Regions from separate parts of the Callithrix jacchus genome. Here region 2 is linked to region 1. The links are chromatin contacts, called in public Hi-C maps. All regions are on one chromosome and are shown on one strand. The core of a region is the stretch at or near the end of the contact, and the rest is flanking DNA. Distances in the headings are between cores, read along the strand shown.

Region 1 (7,147 bases), core at 2,726-5,225:
ATAAGGCCAAAGCACCATCAGAAGACCCCTGAATCAGGAACTGCAGCCAACCCTCACAAGAGATGGAAACCAGGAAATGGAAAACCATCAGGAAATGAGACCATTCCCCTGGTGTCTCGTCTCATCCTCAGCACAACTGTTTGCTTATCTCTTTGCAAAGTGACTTTCTTCCACACTTCTCTATATCCATGGGTCAAACATCTCCCCAGTTAGGGTCTCCCTGAACTGCAGTGTGAGCATCAAAGAGAAAATGGGATTGCTGTCTCAATCCCAAAATATGCAGGACACAGAGTTTAACTCAACTTGGCTCAGATGTCCCCACTTTGATCCAAACATCAGAGAACAGGTGGGTGAGCTGTTCCTACTATAGAAAGTATCTACCTGTCCAACACAATTACAAAATAAAAACAAACGAAAAAACACAATATAAATGACAGCCGCTGAATGAACTCTGACCTTTGTTAAAGCCACAAAGTTTTCCAAAGGTATCATCTTGTCTTCTTACCACTCTAAGGAGGCACAGCTGTACAGCCAGAGCCTAAAATAACAAGCAACTGTCTTCTTTGTAGCTTGCTTGTTGGCTGCTTGGGTTGGAGAAAAAAAGCATTTTGTTGCTATCAAGTAGGAATGTATTTCTGGTTCCTCCTTTTTTCTTTAAAGAGTTCTCAGCAGGAATCTTACCTGAAAGGGGGCAGAACCTGGCTGAAATATGGCAAGGTCCTGAACAGCTGAATGCCAGGGTGTGGGAGACGCAAGCACAGTGGAAACTCACGCAACACACAAACAGAACTGAAGCCTTCTGGGGCAAGCTCAGAAAATAAAACAATTTGCCATCTATGAAAAATATATGTTCAGCGTAAAGGTTAAATGAGGCCCCTTCCTTACAAAAGCCACTAGGTTTTTCATAAAGTAACCCCAAAGAGTCCATCAGTCTGGGTCCATTTCACCTAAGGGAACAAACATTCCTCACAGATCATGGGCTGTGCTCTGTGTGGTTGCTAATAGGATAATCTGTTACAGGAGGCTTACAAATCCATTTACATTGATTTTAATTAATGAATCAATCCCTGGCCCCGAACAACTTGGTCCAGAGACGGTAAGCAATTCAAGATTCAGTCTCTAATACCAGCCTGAAATCTACATGAAAAAGAATTTAACTCTCAGATCAATGAAGGACAAATAAAAATAATTGGATTTGTACCTCTCTCAACATAAGAAAAAATCTCTTCCAAGTTTAGACAGTGACTATTTACATGTTAATAAGAGTAATATATTTTCACAGTGATTTCCAAAGAAACTCATCTAAGACTAAGGAGTTTTTGTACCAGCCTGAAATCTGGAGAGCCACAGCCAGAAATTATGACTCCCAATCAAGCCTCTAAAATCAAAATGAGCCCGACTTTCTCAACAGCTTATCAGAACCTTTTAGTGAGGCCTGAAGTTCAACAGAAAATTACCCAAACACAAAGTACAAACGACAAAGTAAGAACGAAATGGCACTGGCCAGCCTGGCTGTGAGCTGAATTAGCCACACTTGATTAAAAAGCCAGGCAAACTTTTGCATTTGCTTTTATTTTATTCTTTACAAAGGCTGAAACAGAATTTGACCTTTCTGAGCTATTACCAGCTATGAATTGGAAACAAGCTCAATTTAAAAGGCAGGATCGATATCTAACTGCTCATCATCTCAAATTTTTTTTTCCATCTTCCTCAGTGTCTTTTCACAGGGTTTGTCTACCTATGCTATTTTTAGACTTCTATCAGAACTTCTAGTAACTCCATACAAACCTAGAGTAGGGGGGAAAGGGATCTCGTTTCAGCCCCATTTTCCCAAATCCCACAGCTAGCTAACACCAATTAGCGTAGAAAAAGAAGGTAAGAGTTGATAAATGAAAATGAGTCACACTCAATTTTAATTTTTTTCAAGATTCAAAAAGCTCATAAATTCATAAGTAAAGCATAAAGCAACAGTGAGTCCCAACCTCACACAGAAACACCAACCCGACTCTGCTCTGACTTGGGTACATATACAAAGTGGGCACTGCTCATAAAGGAGAAAAATAATCAGACCCAATATTGGGAGACAAATTCATGTTTCTCCTCACTCTTTAAAATAATGAATAAAACAGTTATGAAATGGATTCTGAAGTCAGAAAGACTAGCCTGAAATACTGCAAAAGAAACCCAAAAAAAGAAAGGGGAAAAAAAAAAGACCCTGTATATAAGGAAGTAAATTGCAAGTAAAAGCAAGAGACAGGCCAGAGCTTGGCAGGCTGGCGAGTGTGTTAGTCTGTTCTTTCATCTCTCTCCCCTTTCTCTCTTTTCTCTCCTTTCTCTCAAGCAGAGAACAAACAAGAAGTCGATACTTCAACGATACATATGGAATCCAGAGCTTTCTGCATAGTGTCTGCTTGCATGTCCCTAAGTTTTAGAATTCACTGGAACACTAAAGCCCCTTGAAACATCTGCCATGTGTTTGCTGGGGCACTTCCCCGGACTCAGCCTGCCGCCTTTCCTGGCCGAGTTGTGCCGGGCCGCACAGCAGAGCTGGGTGTGCCAATGCGGCCTGACATTCAGATCAAGACCACAAATTATAAACAGTTTCAGTAAATTGACTCAAGTGCCTTTGTTCCTCAGACATACATCTTCCTACCGCTTACAAAGGCAGGCAGCAGAACCTAACCACCAACACGGCTATAGCCAGGACTGGGAAAGGAAGTTATTGAAGCCTGGATTTCCTGCCTTTGCTTGTAGCCAAGAACTATGAGGCTTGTAGTGGTTTCAGGAACTGACTCATCTCATGATTCATGGATAAGATACTGCTTTTAATATGCTTCTGAACCTAAGATTCAGCAACATCAAAACCAATCTGAATCTATGCTTCAATCTTATTTGCAAATGAATATTCACAACAAAATAAACAGGAGGACCACAGTTACTGAAACAATGAAAACATCATGCCAACGGCAGGGAAAGTGGAATGCAGGCATCACATGGGAAGCGGTCATCAAAGCTTAATCCGCAGGCTGCGACTTAACAGCGTTTCAACTTCCCAAAAGTGGATAACAGGTGGGATAAGGTTTATTTTTAGATGTCAGTCCCCTAGATGTAAAAATAGATTTAGCTCAGCAATATTTTAATTCAGGCCCATCTGGGGTTGTGACTCTAAATATCCAGGACTTACAGAAGCATGTAGCTTGAGATTTAACTGTTCCAGTTGCAAACTGGGGAGAGTTCAGAGTGAGTTGACCAATGAGTAATGGGTAATAAAGGACTCACACTGGAACTCATTCTCTTAAATCATCCTTTGCTGGAAGGCTGAAATTCTGTATTTCCATCCATGTGCTGACTGGCCTTCTCTCTCCTTTACTGTGCGCATGCACACATGTGCACACAGTCCAGGACTTAAAAGCAAAGTTCTTTAAAAGTACTAAGCAGTAGGGGCTCGGACCTCTGGCTGCTTTCCATGACGTTCCCCATAGATGCATTCATCACGAAGAAGTCCCCACTAGAAAAAAAGTTTTAAAGCCTCCCTCACTTATGGATCGCTGGGTTCTCCCCACCCTCCCCACATAGGACATTAAGCACAGGACCAGTAGGAGTAGTTTTCAAAAGCCTTTATAGGTTTCAACACAGCCCAGTTGCACAGAGGGAAAAGGGGAAAAAGAAGACAAAAAACACAGGCTGTTCTGTGGGGTGGGGGGTGGAGGAAGCAGTAAGAACAGTTGACCAGGCAAGGCCAAAGTGCAGGGGCTGGCTGGCAGGCGCTACATGGCTGGGCTCCTCCAGCAGATTTACTGACATGACGTCAGTGGCTCCAGTCCAGCTTTTTCTTTGGTAGCTTTTACCACTTGCCTCCTGAAGCCTCCACTATGTTAGGGAGCCACAGGACCATAATGAAAATTCCCTTTGTGAAACTGAGTTTACCGCGGGGCACAGAGGCCTGCCTTGTGAATTACCAGGCTCTTCCCCCTACTCTCAGTGCCCATGGAGGAAAGGGGAGGGAACAAACTACTACAATACTGTACTTTCCTTAATACAGAGGAACCATTAAAAGAAGCTTGGGGCTTTAAAATGAAAAAAAAAGCCGGAGGGTGGGTGAGGGGCATTAAATGTGTATCCAAAATTTCCCAGGCCAGGATGCTGATTAATTTCTCAGTGGTGTGGAGAATGATGATAATTTTAGGACTATTCACTCCTGCTGCTGTGAGACTGTGTTGGCTGCACTATGAACGCATACGGCTTTGTTTCACCAACAAAACAAAAAAGTAATACTGATGCTAAAACTTTAGGTCTGAATGGAAACTCTAAAGAAAGCATTAGAGCTTGTCTTTAAAATGAGTCCTGTTTTGCTGGGGGGTGGGGGAGTGTTGGCCTAAGTGCATAAACTATGATGCACCAACATGGGCGTAAAACAATTTCTAAGAAGCAAAGACAGGAATTATAATACTAAAAATAAGTTTAATAGCAGACTTGTTAAATAAAAAACACTCATCTTAGACTTACAGGCCTACTACCGGAGACTCACAGAAGTAAAACCCCTATGTTACAACTAGGGGTCCAATGCATAAATCTACCTAAAGCTACAAACCTTTATCTTTTTTAAGCTTATAAAAATATTAGACTAGTGATAAATTCTTTAAATGACTAGGCATTAAATACACTCTGTTTTAAACACTTTGGAGAAGAAGTACAAAGCTTAATTCAACTAATATATTTATTGAAACAGATGAGTATAAATGCACCCAACAATATCATCAAAATATAGCTTGCAGCCTGAATGGCTCACAGTGGTAATAAGATAAGGAATCTCTCACATCCTGGTTATGTATACAGGGAGCAGAACAAACTATCAGGTAGACATGAGTGAAGGCAATGACTAAAGACTTCTGTCATGCCTAAATTAACGTGAGCTTTGGCCTTCAGGAGGCCAAAGTCAAACCACAAGCCATCCATGGTAATCCTTCAGTTTGGTCTTTTTCTTAAGGGAGGAAAGGACAAGATGACAAGCGCAAACATGAAAGTGGCAAATGGGAGCCAAAGAGGCCACGCAAGAGCAAGTGTGCAGGGAAAGCTTTTACCACGATTAGAGTTGACATGGCAGGTGGGATCCATTTTCAAACGTAAGCAGATTATTCAACTGAAGGAGTGGGAAGAGGAAAAAAACAGAGAACTTAGCACACACATCACAGCCTGGAAATTCCATTTCCCACTAAAAGGAACCCAAACTCTGCAGAAACGGTTCATTCTAACTCCCAGAACACACAAGAGACTGGACAGCAAGGAAACCATCAAAGACTATTAACAGGATCACATCAAAAGGACACGGGAGCCAACTAAAGAAATCCTGTTGGCCGAAGATGAAACAATTTAAGCGTAAGACGAGGAACTGCAAAGGATTAAAATGCATCCAGTAATTTACAATCAGTGATTGCCTAATGATATGCAATCAAAAAACTACCTTTCCTTTACAAACTATATGCTAGGTTGACCATAGAGTTGATAAAAGAAAGTTTCTCCATAAAAGGAATGGGTAGGGTGGGATGGCTCATGCCTATAATCTCAGCACTTCCGGAAGCAAGCAGATTGCTTGAGCCCAGAGTTCCAGACCAGCCTGGCAATGAAACTTTGTCTCTACAAAAAACAAAAAAACTAGCCAAGTGTGGTGGCACACCGACAGTTCCAGCTATTTAGGAGGCTGAGGTGAGAGGATCACCTGAGCCTAGAAAGTCAAGGCTACAGCAAGCCAAGAGAGCACCACTGCACTCTAGCCTGGGTGACCAAGTGAGACCTCTCGCTTTATTTCTTTTCTTTTTTTTTTTTTTTAGAGACAGGGTTTCAACCATGTTGGCCAGGATGGTCTCGATCTCTTGACCTGGTGATCCACCCGCCTTGGCCTCCCAAAGTGCTGGATTACAGGCGTGAGCCATCGCGCCCGGCCAAGACCTCTCTCAAAAAAAAAAGAAGAGAACTAGACTATCAGAGAGTACCACCAGTTTGCAAAAACTACATGAAATAATAGATACAGGAAGAGATCATCAGTCAGCAATACTAACATCACAGAAAGTGACAACTGTACATGTGTGCCTTCTGGTAGAATACTAGCTACAAAATTTAGCATCAAAATATAAAAATAACCTGAATTGGATCAAATTTCGACACCTAAATTCCCATTTATAGAAAATAAAGAGGATAAGAGGATAGAATGCACAACACCATGGAGATATAACTGCAAAATCCAGAAGAAGGAAGCCTACAAGAGAACACAGGGGCTTTTGTAACAAATCAATTATGACAAAGGTGGGGATGAGATTTATACGTTTTAAGAAATACAGCAACCAAATATAACCTGTTGATCTGGTTTTAGACCCTCATCTGAGCAAACCACCTATGAAAAAACATTTATGAGACAATCAAGGAAATCTGAACAGTGACTAGATATTTGACATTAAGAAATTATTAAAGCGCTGGTATGATCGTGGTATTGTAGTTTTTTAAAAAAAAAATAGAGTCATATTTTTAAAATAAACACTGATTTACAGATGAAATGGTATGAAACCTAGGACTGCTTCCAAATAATCTGGTAGGAGAATAGCCAGGAGTTTACAAGAATAGCCATGAGGTGACGATTGCTGCTGGGTGATAATGGGTAAACAGGGGTTCATTGCCCTTTACTGTACCAAATCTTCCCATAGCAAAGACATTAAAATCTGAAATAAAAATAAGATTCTACTCTTGACCCCCTCCTTCAAAAAGAAAGATGCTACGGAAGAGGTACCTGGTACTCTACTTCACAGCTGCTGGATGATGGTAGTCACAGTACTTAGCAGCAGCAGCTAACATTTAGGAGACACATCTCTATGAGGCAGCACTGTGCTCATCCTCAAAGAACCTGTACTATAACCCATAAGGAAGGCACAACTATGTCCATTTCACAGGTTAGGAACCTGGGGTTCAAAAGGATAAAGAGGTTGACCAAGGTCAAACAGATAAGTGAAGGAATCGTGTGTCATTCTAGAAGTTCATTCGCATAATGAGGATGAGAATGAGTTATGTTATTCCAAAATAGTAACAACTGCTAAGAGTGCTGGGAACTCTACAAGCCAACAATTCAATCCAGTGTGAAAGAGAGCAGAAGTGGTGCTTT
Region 2 (7,147 bases), core at 2,964-5,463, 200 kb before region 1:
ACTGACCCCAGGAGACACTCCATCTCCTGTGTCCCCCTGGAAGACCAGGCTTGAGAAAACATGAGAAAAACCTGAGAGAAATTCAAAGACAAGCATCAGACCAGCTGCAGCCTTCCTCCTCAAACCTGGAAGGCCAAATCTACTTTCCAACCATTTATTCCTAAGCATGAAATGAGCACATTAATGACACCTGGGTTAGAATAGCCAGGCTCTGCTATTTTTAGCTTGAGTGGCCTGAGGCACAGGGCTTATTAACCTTTCTGCACCTTGGCTTCCTCATCTAAGGGGTGATGACCCTACTAGCCTGTCTCCAAGGTCAAATGAAACAGTCCATGTGAAAGTTCTGCCCAGGCCACACAGAGCTGCACAGATACTGGTGAGGTGGCTTACTGTCATGAGATCACCTGCAAGCCCTGAACTATGGGAAAGAAGGAGCATCTTTTCTGAAGGACCAGAAACCAGATTTGTTCACACAGCCATTCTCCACTCCAAGATGGAGCAACTGCCTCTGCAGCCCTATAAAACCAGGAAGTTTCTCCAGAGACACTGGTGCCCTTCTCCATCCTGCCCAGGATACAGGTAAGAACCCTTCTGGCAATCTGGAATTGAAACCTTGCTGCTTTTTTTTTTTTTTTTTTTTGAGACGGAGTCTCCTTTGTCGCCCAGACTGGAATGCAATCGCGCTATCTCGGCTCACTGCAACATCTACCTCCCAGGTTGAAGTGATTCTCTCACCTCAGCCTCCTGAGTAGCTGGGATTACAGGCACCCACCATCATGCCCGGCTAATTTTTTTATTTTTGTAGAGACAGGGTTTCACCATGTTGGCCAGGCTGGTCTTGAACTCCTGGCCTCAGGTGACCTGCCCACCTCGGCCTTACGAAGTGCTGGGATTACAGGCATGAGCCACCGCATCCAGCCGAAACCTTGTTTCTTATCTTATGTCTCCAACCTAATCCCCAGGCACAGCCATCCCCTCTTCTTTCTTCCACAGGCTTCATCAATGTCAGATTTCCTTAAAGCTGCCCTGGTCACATTTTCCAAACCAAGACAGGATCTGTGTTCTGACATAGGAATTTTAGTTGATCTGTGAATTTAGACCACTGAAAGTACAAAGACATGAAATTAAATCATCCTTGGGCCCACATTTGACCAAGTGCCTTTATGAAAAAGAATCATGTTATCTGCAGGATATATTTGCAGACCTTCCATGCAAGCTCCACCACAGGCCTGCCAGTCCCCCAGAGGGGAAACTTCGGGCTTCCTCTGACTATGAAGACTTCTGACTCCCACCTCCTCAACCAGAAGGTCCAGCCACTTAGAAATAAAAATAAAGGACACGACACCAGGCAGCAAAACTCCTTTCCTCCTTGCTGAGAGGCTGCCATCACCAAGCCTAGGTGACCCTTCAGGAACTCTCCTGTCCTGGAGCCCAAATCCATCTGTGAATGGAGAACCATCCCTGCCCTTCCCTTTTCCCCAGATAACGGGGTAAGTGTCATTTTCTCATCCACTGTGAAATTCAAAGTTCAAATAGTCAACCCTGCCATCTATTAACCAGGTCCAAGGTATGTTAAAGTCTCTGAGCTTTCCTGTCTCCAATACATATTTCAACAAGTTTATTTTGAGAATGAAAGCCAAAAGTATTATCACCAAGCCAGTTCTTAGCAATCGTGCTTCCTCCTCTGTTACAGGACTCTTCAAATTATATCAGCATCCTTGGTCTCAAACACCCAGTCATTACCATTTATCTCCTCTTCTCATAGCTCATTAATCCACAAGGCTTTATAATTTTATCTCCCTAACATCTCTCCCCTCTACCATTTTCTCAACCATGGCCCCTGCCCTGGTTTGGTCCTCATCAGCCACCAGCTGGCCAGCAGTATACTTTCCCCAAGCCCCTGCTCTCACCTGATGTAGCCATCGTTTTCCTGAAGCATAGTCCAGATCACATCCTCTTTTTAAATAGAAGGGTGGGGGGAGAATACATGTTCATATTAGACTGTAATACGCATTAAAATCACTATAAAGCCTCATCAGAGAGTAGTAACAGTGGTTACCTACTTAGGGGTAGGTTAGGAATGAGAAGGAAAGGACGTTTCCCATCCATTCTCTTATGCTTGGAGATTTTTTTGACCACATAAATTTATTACCTACAGGAAAAGTTTAATTAATTTTAAAAATTAATTAAGGCTGTGCATGGTGGTTCACACCTGTAATCCCAGCACTTTGGGAGGCTGAGGCAGGCAGATTAGGAGGTCAGGAGTTCGAGACCAGCCTGGCCAATATAACAAAACCTTGTCTCTACTAAAAATACAAAAATTATCTGGGCATGGTGGCACACACCTGTAATTCCAGCTACTTGCGAGGCTGAGGCAGGAGAACTGTTTGAACCCAGGAGGTGGATGCTGCACCGAGCCAAGGTTGCTCCACTGCACTCCAGGCTGGGTGTCAGAGCAAGACTCCGTCTCAAAAAAAAAAAAAAGTAACTGAAAAATATTCTGACTCTTGTTTGAATTTCAGTAGAGTCCAAAGCACCTGATAAGCACATTCTCCCAGGCTTGATCCCTGTCCAGATCTCTGGCTCAATTTCCTTTCACATTAATTAGACATTCAGGTTCAGAAGCATTTGTGGAGTGCTCAGTATGTTCAGGGATATTACTAACTGTAATTATTACAGTGAGAGTGGCAGCGATCCTGTTATGCCCACTCAACAGACAGGAAACTGAGGCTGAGCTGTGAAGTAATTTGCTGCAAATCTCACACAGCTGCTAAGAATTCTGACATCAGTCACCTCTTTGCTGCCACTAGAGCATGATGGAAGACAGGCTCTAAAGCAGAGGTCCCCAACCTTTTTGGTACCAGAGACTGGTTTTGTGGAAGACAATTTTTCCATGGGTTGGAAAAGCAACTGAGGAAACCCAGAGTAACCATCTACCCAATGTGGAAGGCCCTCAGAGGTCTGGCCTTGCTTGGGGAGCTGCTACTTTGCAGGCAGGTATTTTTCTTTCTTTTTTTTTTTTTTTTTTCAGACAGAGTCTTACTCTGTCACCAGATGCCAGGCTGGAGTGCAGTGGTGCGATCTCAGCTCACTGCAACCTCTGCCTCCCGGGTTGAAGCAATTCTCCTGACTCAGCCTCCTGAGCAGCTGGGACTACAGGCACATGCCACCATGCCAAGCTAATTTTTGTATTTTTAGTAGAGATGGGGTTTTACCATGGTGGCCAGGATGGTCTCAATCTCTTGACCTCGTAATCCGCCCACCTTGGCCTCCCAAAGTTCTGGGATTACAGACGTGAGCCACCGTGCCCGGCCTTAACTTTTGAACTTTGTCTTTGTTTCTTCAAAACTATGGTGACATGGTTAAGAACACAGAGTGGTGCTAAACTCTGGCACAGTCAACGCTCTTGGAAGTGGATCTTGATAACTTTAATGATTCTGAGCCATGGTTCTTCTACGTATAGATTGGACATACTGCTCAGCATACTATGCTTACAACAGCTTTTAAGTGCTGGTGATGATTATTATTGATATAATATATAAATAAGTTTCTTGGCTGGGCATGGTGGCTTACACCTGGAATCCCAGCACTTTGGGAGGCCAAGGCAGGTGGATAGCTTGAGCCCAGGAGTTCAAGACCAGCTTGGGTAACATGGTGAAACCCCATTTCGACTAAAAATAAAGAAATCAGCTGGGCGTGGTGGCGCATGCCTATAGTTCCAGCTACTTAGGAGGCTGAGATGGGACAATCCCTTCAGCCTGGGAGGCTGAAGCTGCAGTGAGCTGTGATTGTGCCACTACATTCCAGCCTGGGCGATGGAGTGAAACTGTCTCAATCAAAAAAACGAAAGTTTAAAAAAAAAAAAAAATGAGTTTCACACGCTGAGCAAATGTGTGCCTTCCTGGATCGGGTTTGTTTCTGTACTGTATTACAGAACTTTTTTCTGCGAGGCAGTGAGTGCTTCCTCAAAATCTAAAGAGAACAATCCCTTTGCCTCTTTCTCCACCCTCAACTCTTCCCTCCTCTGGTTGTGTAACTCTCGCCTAAGTAAATCCTTTCTGCGCTCTCTTCCTGCCTCCTGCTCACTGTGGCATCCAGACCACAACAGGCATGAGACACACAGCCTGGTGCCCGGGGAATCTGAGCAGGCAGGGGGTTTGCCAGCTGCTGTCCTATGTGGGGCTGGAGGAACCCACTGTGCCCCAGAATTGAAGTGGAGGAATCACTCCAGGCTTTATCAGAAAACCACTCCCTGTGTACTCACAGGATTCAGCCAACAGATCTCCCATGCTGGGTTTTAATCTGCCTAACTTGACCTGCAGAAACTGGGCCCTGATTTCAGGGAGGCCCCTTTTAAATAGCCCACCCTAGGTGGAGGATCCCACACTTAACACTTGAGGTCCTTTGATATGCAACACTGAAATCATGTAGAAAGTGTATTTCCAACTCAAATAGTCTTTGTTTTTTACACTCTTCCTTCCTTTCTTCACCCTCTGCTGTTTTTCTTTTAGCTTCTAGTAGAGCCAAAGGTAACAGAGGGACTGACTTGCTGGTTCTCCACCAACATAAACAAACCACCACCAACTTGGGGAAGCTGCCATCTGGTTTACACAAGATGCGGGGCCAGCAGGGGGCGATCATCCCCCTAATTATTCTCCCATTAGCTCCTTATAGCCTTGGGCTACAAAAACAGACAGACATTCATCAGATAGAAATGGACCTTAGAGGCTTTTGGTCACAATCTCAGAATGTGGAATCAACAGACCTGGATCGGAATCCTATTTCCCATGTCAGCTCACTAATTCCAGGCAAGCTACTTCACAAGGATTATGTAAGATAATGCATAGTGTTGGCACACATAAAGTATTTAAATGTTGGTCATCACTACTGCTAGGAGTTGCAGGCTTGTGAAGAAATCTTCAGCGGTGGCAAGGGTGACCTATGTGGTAAGCCAACAAGTAAATTTCATAAAATGCTGGTTCTAAGGCCACTCTAGACTGAGAAGGAGACAAACTAAGGTTCTTCTCTTGATTTTGTTGCTACTAAAGTATGCAAATACAATCATGTCTTTTTTTTTGAGACGGAATTTCGCTCGCCACCCAGGCTGGAGTACAGTGGTGTGATCTTGGCTCACTGCAACCTCCACCTTTTGGGTTCAAGCTCTTTCTTTTGCCTCAGCCTCTTGAGTAGCTGAGATTACAGGTGCCCACCATCATGCTTAGCTAATTTTTGTATTTTTAGTAGAGACAGGTTTCACCATGTTGGCCAGGCTGGTCTTGAACTCCTGACCTCAAGTGATATGCCTGCCTTGGCCTCCCAAAGTGCTAGGATTACAGGTGTGAGCCACTGCACCCGGCCAGCAATCATGTCTTATCTGCTCTTGGGAGATGTTACAGGCAGGCTAGAGTGCAAAGCTGGCTACTGTAAGACAGCAATCTCTCCAAGCCTCTTCTGTAGAAGGCAGTAGAATGACTTAACTCACAGAGCTCAATAAAGATGAAAGAAGTCACTAATGACAAATAGCATGGAACCTGGCTACATCATTTCTTTTTCTGCTAGCACTACCTAGAAGTTTTCTTCTCTACTAAAAAAATATTTTATAATCCCTTGAGTCTAATGAGCCTAAGCCATTACAAAGAAGTAGGGGGAAACATATGTACATGTCCATCTGTAACAAAGATCTAAAGAATCCAAACGCAAAGTTTAACTTGTTTAGGGCCCTTTAATTATTGGTCACTTTGTTTGCTTCCTTATCAAATTAATGTGTTTAATGTTGGATGTTAAATTTTAAGTACTGTATATAGTCAAATTTGTTAAAATGTATCAGCTGAGTTTTATATGGCTTTAATGTTTCTTTTGTTGGAACAAAAATATAGCAAAATTGAAGTCTGAGAAGTCACAAAAAAATCTAAGAGTCAAAAAAACTATCTATAAGATACAAATTTTCCGGTGTAGCCTTAGCCCTGAAGTAGTATTATACCCTGATTGTGATAGCACATTGTGTTTGTCCAGTAAAGCACATAGTATATAACTTGAGACGCTGGTACTTAAGATACTATCAAATGCTTTAAATAATTTTGTCAGTTCTCCATCCTTTCAACAGGTCAGCCACCACTTTTCCCCTCTAGCACAAGAACCAACCTTCAGGCCCTCACATGTCCACTAAAATCAAATACAGATCCTATTCACAATCTGCCACATTCATTTGCATACATTAAACCACTTGTGTTCAATTGCAAAATGAGTGTTTGCAACATAGGAATCTCAGAAGCAACACCAACACAGTGACTGAAGTTAAGCAAAATAATTTCACAGCAGTGAGAGAGCTTTGGTTGGTAATGTCTAATGCACATCATTTAGTATCGTAATACAAGCCAGAAATGTCAACATAGCTATTGGGGGTATTATTATTTTCTGCAATTATACACTTTTAATCCAAAAACCAAGTAACTCTCCATTGGAAAAAAGATTGGGGCATGGTGGTACATGCCCGTAGTCTCAGCTACTCGAGAGGCTGAGGCACAAGGGTCACTTCAGCCCAGGAGCTTGAGGCCAGCCTGGGCAACATAGAAAGACCCCATCTCAAAAAAAAAAAAAAAAAAAAAGTGGTCGTGACAAAGGACCATTATTCCACATAAGCAGTTAGCATCTTCAGACATACTTGGGTATTTATTTGCTTGGGTAGTTCTTGCTTGTGTTCTCCACCTGAGTGTGGGCTCCGTAAGAATAAGAACTTTGTTTTGTTCACTGCTGATTCCTAACACCTCAAACAGTGGTAGGTGCTCAAAAAGTACTTGTTAAATAAATTCTAATTTCTCCCAATTCATATCCCCTAAAATATAACGATTTTTCTCAAAGGGCCCAAGGGTGTTACACCAGGCCTTCCTTTCATTTCAGGGCCTTTTAAGTCATGTGTTGGAGTCTATGTAAGTAAAGCTTTTTTATTAACAATAGCAGGCCAGACCCACTTTACCCATTCAGATTATTATCTGAACGTATCTGAAACGTGCATCTCTGGCCTCTACTCTAGGGACTTAGTGGGCCTTGACTTTCCGAAAAAGCCACGGGTTTAATACACTGCCACATAGTTCAGCTTCATCGCTTCTGGAATCTTCTGCTCCCTTATTCTCTCCCTGTCCAATCTTCC

Evidence for each region. A called contact is a pair of places that touch in the nucleus more often than the background predicts.
Region 2: a contact with region 1 is called in a Hi-C map of skeletal muscle, with 3 times the contacts expected there. The contact joins two enhancer-like sites. A contact is called at or near these places in 2 of 3 Hi-C or Micro-C datasets (induced pluripotent stem cells and skeletal muscle).

Annotation. Positions count from the first base shown.
Region 1 is chr10:78,603,384-78,610,530 of calJac240_pri, reverse strand. The region is part of intron 1 of TEAD1 (TEA domain transcription factor 1); the gene reads right to left. Among named protein-coding and RNA genes, the nearest start is that of TEAD1, 19 kb to the right of the region's middle. Within about 2 kb of position 3,975, at least 8 of the 16 cell types and tissues checked have an H3K27ac peak or open chromatin away from gene starts, as enhancers often do. A contact at or near this core is called in skeletal muscle, where this site is marked.
Region 2 is chr10:78,799,172-78,806,318 of calJac240_pri, reverse strand. The region is part of intron 9 of TEAD1 (TEA domain transcription factor 1); the gene reads right to left. Among named protein-coding and RNA genes, the nearest start is that of RASSF10, 150 kb to the left of the region's middle. Within about 2 kb of position 4,213, at least 6 of the 16 cell types and tissues checked have an H3K27ac peak or open chromatin away from gene starts, as enhancers often do. A contact at or near this core is called in skeletal muscle, where this site is marked.